Regions from separate parts of the Mus musculus genome. Here region 1 is linked to region 2. A link is a contact called in public HiChIP or PLAC-seq data. All regions are on one chromosome and are shown on one strand. Each heading gives the region's core, a stretch centred on a gene start, on an enhancer-like site or on the middle of the called end of the contact. The rest is flanking DNA. Distances are from core to core; before and after follow the strand shown. Region 1 overlaps Ppm1f (protein phosphatase 1F (PP2C domain containing)). Region 2 overlaps Spidr (scaffolding protein involved in DNA repair).

Region 1 (2,700 bases), core at 25-2,524, 830 kb after region 2:
CAGTGGGATTGAATGAATCGGGAGGAGATTGGGAAGGGGAAACCATGGTCAGGATATTGCATAAAAATGTACTTTCAACTAAAAAAGCAAAGAAAATGGATGGGATGGCCCAGAACCCCAGGGACCTGCTTATGTTCATCCACTAAACAAACCATAAGTGTACCATAAAAATGTACAAGCCCATGCATGGTATATGCCTTTAATCCCAGCATTCAGGAAGCAGAGGCAGGCAGATCTCTGAGTTCTAAGCCAGTCTGCTGTACAGTGTAGATTCTAGAACAGCCAGGGATACAAAGAGAAACCCTGCCTCAAAAGACAAAAAAAACAAAACAAAAAGACAAAAAAAAAAAAAATCAGTACAAGACCCAGCGTGGTGGTACATACCTTTAATACCAGCATTCGAGAGGCAGAGAGGCAAGACTATCTCTGAGTTCGAGACCAGCTAGGTTTACAGAGTGATTTCCAGAACAGCCAGGGCTACACAGAGAAACCCTGTCTTGGGGGTGGGGGTGGGGGATTAATATAATATTATACTGAATGTATTTTTCAACTGTCCAAATGGATTTTGTTCTAGCATTTTCTCCTATATGTGAACATGGGTATATGTCACCATTACTTGTGGTATGAGCCTCATAGATAATCTGCATCATATGCAACAGTTCCCAGGCATTCACATTCAGCCATGTGCACATACATGTGTGCACACACATACATACACAGTCATTTTGTGCCTCACAGACTCTCATGCTTGGCTCTTGTCCCCACAGCCCATCTAGAGTTGTGGGTGTAAAGGCCTTCTATTACACTGATCCGCTGGCTCTTTTTTCAGACGTTTACTGGTGTTTCCTCTGAAACTATCTACAAGTCTGGCCCCTGGGATCTGCACACTCCTTTCCTTTCTTCTCCATTTATTGTGATTTCATTGGCACATCTCTAGGTCCCTGAGCAAAATATAAAACTTAACATTGTAATTATCTAGATATGGCTTCATCTCTTGTTATAGTGTAGGCACCAAGCAACCCTTGAGGGCACTTCCTGGGTCCAGCATCCTCTAGCCACGTCTAAGAGTTCCACTCCCACAACCAGGATCAGGGCTGACATTTTCAGTGTGATGACAGGACTGAGGGCCTCCGGACACATCCGTGGGTGGGGTCCCTACAATGAGGCAGAAGCCTGGTCCAGGAAGGAAATGCTGATGGCTGGAGGCCAGGCATTGTCTGTGTCTCTGTAGGGGGAAATCACCTCCCTGTTCCCAACAGCAGAAGCAGCCAGTGGGCAAAAAGCTTAAGCATGACCTCATCGGCACAAGTGAGCAGGTACCCTTTCCCTGCCCCTAAACGGAAAACTCAGTGCCTGGCAGGAAATGCCGCAAAGTGGGGAACTTGTTCTTGGCTTACAATGTCTTCTTCTTTATTTGGGACTGGGGGTATGGCAAGAGTGTGCTAGAGATGTAACCCAGGGCATCTCAACAAGCTAGGCCAGTGCTTTACCACCGAGCTGCACCCCATTTCAGCTGGTTGTTTTCAGAGCCTCTTCAAGAGGCCTCTCCATAAGTCACTCTTTTGAAAACTTCAGCCAATTGTACAGTTCCACAGACTGTCAGTAGCAGAGCCTACTACTCAACTACTCAAGAGGTTGATGCCAGAGGATTGAAGGCTCTGGCCTGCCTGGGATCCAGGGTAAATGGAAGGCCAGCCTGAGTGGCTCAAAAAATAAAAAGAAAGCTGCGACAAGTGACAGACTTGCCTGCAGGAGTCTTTGTGGTCAGTTCCCAGTTCTCTAAAACCAAAGGCCATCAATAGATGGCCAGTCCCCTTAGGATGAAACTCACCAACTCTTAGAAGGTCATTGTTCTCATTAAAGCTGAAGTGTTAGCCTAGCATGGTGGTGTGTGACTGCAACCCTTAGCACTCTGGCTGAATAGGCAGAGGTAGGAAAATTAAGAGTTCAGGGTCAGCTTTGGCTACATAGCAAGCTTGAGGCCAGCCTGGGTAACATGAGACACTGTTTGTTTGTTTGGGGGCTAGGGAGATGGATGGTTCAATGGATAAGAGTGTTTGTTGTGCAAGCATGAGAACCTGAATCCAGTAATCCCTGTAAAAGCTGGACAATGTCTGCATGTGCCTATAACCCTGATATTAGGGGATAGAGACAGGCAGATCCCAGGAGCTCAGTGGCCAGCCAGCTTGGCCCAAACGGCAAGCTTGTAGGTTAACTGAGTGACCCTGTCTCAAGGGAATCCAGTAGAGAGCCACAGAGCAATAGAGCAGGGCGTCTGATATCTTCCTCTGTTCTCAAATGTGTCCATGCGCACATGCACGCATACATACACACTTGCATATTTATACATGCACACGCACACATTTACACACATACACAGGAAGAGAAAGAGAGATACATAAAAGCCAGGCAGACTGATTCACAACTGTAATTCCATATGAATCAGGAATCAGTCAGGAGTTGATTCACAAGTTTGAGGCCAGCCTGAGCTACCACACACACACCGCCTTTTTCTTTTTTTTTTTTTTAATTAAAGAAATCAGCTATGAAAATTCAGCCAAATGCCCTTCCGAACAGGCACACAGACAAGAGCACATAGTCTAGCTTTGAGGATCTCCCACTAGACATGAAGACAGGCTCTGGGGTTGAGATGTATTCCAGAAGCATTTGAGGCCCCAAGAATAGTGACCCCGTCTGCCC
Region 2 (2,700 bases), core at 27-2,526:
ACCAACTACCAAGGCTACTGACAACTTTGAAACCCTGAAACTGCAAATCCTCTGAATGCCTGTCACCTCCACACTGTGAGAAAAGGAGGCTATTTACTAATATGTGTGTCCAATTCTCCTCACTGTCAGGTAAAACTTCATTTGCATCATAAAATAATTTAATGCACTCTGAGTGGAAGTTACACACACAAAATCTCCACTTTTCAAATAAATATTAGCAATTTAATATAAATTTAATCTATAAATTTTCATATAAATGTGATTATTTTTTTTAAATACATATTTTTTTCAGGTAAGGGAAGGTGCAGTTTATCGTTTTATAAAGAAAGAAAACAAGGCATGTGGCAGGTGGGCAAACATGGTGACTTTCTTACACAAACATGGTTCTTCTACCTGAAGTGTTACCCTGACAACTCCTCGTCAATACAAGCATGAGGAAAGGGGTGTGGCTGTGCAGGCCACATCACTAAACCCCAGCTCTGGGCCTGGGATTAGTTCAAGTGCCTTTCATTTAGCATTCCTTTCTCCAACTGGAACATTCTGGGTAGACTTTGCAGCTGAGAACCTAGGCAGTACACTGAGATTCAGCGGTAGGGAGGGCTTCCTATACTTGCTGTAGGCGCATCTATTATAAGGGCTTTCTTAACCCACTGATGGTCACCAGCACATATTACTACCATTTCATTAATACATTTATTTGTATTACAACTATTTTTCAAACTGTGAGGTCCTGGACAGTCTGACTTGTATTTTATGTATCTGCTTAACTATATTTCTACCCTGGAGAAAGAAATCTACTGGGAAAATACATAATGAATAATCTTCAACATATCACTTACTGAAAACTCCTCATCTAATTTATTTAAACAGTGGCAAGGACAAATCTTTTTTTGACAACATACCTTTTCCTCAGGTTTTAGGAGACCTGGGGGAACTTCTGAAGGACAGTGAGGAGCTACACTTGCAATCATTTCTGAGGCTGACAGAGAAATTGAAGCAGTTCCTTCTGCCCCAGGAGACGAGCCATGAGGCTTCTTCCTTCCTACATGTCACATACAGAAACCGACCCTCCAGTGACCATAATCAAATGATACAATGAAGCCATCGCTTAATCTCTAAATTATCCTCTTGTGCCCTTTTTACAACTGCTAGTCGGAATACCAACTGCCTATCATGACACAGCAACTGAGAAACATGAAGCTAAAAGCTATGTTGGGGACAATTCACTTGTGACTTCCTGATAGACTTTCTCAATCCAAATCATGATGAAATAGCCAGTTAGTGTTGCAATGCACTTACAGCCTTAGGTAAAAAACACACAGCACTCAACCCAGAAGTGGCTGGAGAGAACGCACAACAGGAAGTTGTTCGTCACAAAAACAAAATTGCAGTTTCTGAGATGAAGAAGTGAAGAGGGAGAATCAGTTTCAAGCACTTAAGAAAATACTGAAGAAACTAATGTCTCAAATATAGCTAAAACATTCAATAAGTTCAGATTATCGTTAATTATAAATATAAAACCTCAACCGTGCACTTTGATTATGTAAGGACAAACCACAAGTCGAATCATGTCTACATAAACCTCATTCTATTAAGAAGCAGCTACCTATCTGCAGCTCTATTTCTTATACAAATATTTTTTGGGGAAAAAAAAAATCTGATAATGATACCAACTGAAAGAGACAGAGGGGAAGGATACTCTCGATGACTTGCTCCTACCACTAAGAATCTTAATCATGTTTAACTTAAAACGTCCTGAAACAAACATCCTGTTCAGCTGTAAACCCAGCACCAAACTCTCTTGCCTAAGTTTCCAATCTCTATATGATATGTGGCTAGTTCACTGAAACTGTATTTCCATGTGCCTAGGAACTGTACACTAGTCAAAACAAAACAAAACAACAACAAACAAAAACAAAACAAAAACCCTACCTGTCATTTCTTTGGGATACAGCTATCATCCTTTCATTATAAGGTTTCAAAATCTAATAGCTATTTCTAGCCCCTTCGTCTGTAGATACTCCATAACCTGTATCATTTGAAAAGACTTGCTGAATACCATGTATCTCCTAGATGTGATACCAGTCTTCGTGTGTTACGTGCTATGAAAGTACAGGGGATGAGTGGGGAAAAGACAACAGAGGTGATCATTAAGGTACTTCCCTTTGTATATACCCATGTTCCTACTAAGACTGTGAGATGCACAGCCACCCATACTACCTATACTCTCCTTTCTTTAATTAATTACTTATTTTATTAATTTATATCCTAAATATTGCCCCCTCTCCATCTGCCCTATCCTTCACCTCTGAGAATGTGCCCTCCCCAGGTATCCCCCCACCCTGGGGGACCAAGTCTTTATAGGATTAGGCACAGCCTCTCCCACTGAGGCAGGACTTGCCAAAAGCCTTTGACCAGCCCATGTATGCTCTTTGGTTGGTGGCCCAATCTCTGGGAGCTCCCACAGTTTGAGATTCGTTGACAACACTGTTGGTTCTCCTGTGAGGTTTCCATCCCCTTCAATTCCTTCAATTCTTCCCCTAACTCTTCCATAGAGGTCCCCGACCTCTATCCAATGCTTGGCTGTGAGTACCTGCATCTGTCTCAGTTAGCTGCTGGGTGAAGCCTTTCAGAGGGCTGATATGCTAGGCTCCTATCTGCAAGCACAACATAGCATCAGTAACAGTGTCAGGGATTGGT

Evidence for each region. HiChIP or PLAC-seq counts read pairs in DNA pulled down with a chosen protein or histone mark.
Region 1: an H3K27ac HiChIP or PLAC-seq map of microglia shows a contact between it and region 2, with 6 times the contacts expected there. The contact joins two enhancer-like sites.

What each region holds. Positions count from the first base shown.
Region 1 is chr16:16,906,772-16,909,471 of GRCm38.p6, forward strand. The region is part of intron 2 of Ppm1f (protein phosphatase 1F (PP2C domain containing)); the gene reads left to right. Among named protein-coding and RNA genes, the nearest start is that of Ppm1f, 12 kb to the left of the region's middle. Within about 2 kb of position 1,275, at least 29 of the 459 cell types and tissues checked have an H3K27ac peak or open chromatin away from gene starts, as enhancers often do. A contact at or near this core is called in microglia, where this site is marked.
Region 2 is chr16:16,072,250-16,074,949 of GRCm38.p6, forward strand. The region is part of intron 5 of Spidr (scaffolding protein involved in DNA repair); the gene reads right to left. Among named protein-coding and RNA genes, the nearest start is that of Spidr, 73 kb to the right of the region's middle. Within about 2 kb of position 1,277, at least 76 of the 459 cell types and tissues checked have an H3K27ac peak or open chromatin away from gene starts, as enhancers often do. A contact at or near this core is called in microglia, where this site is marked.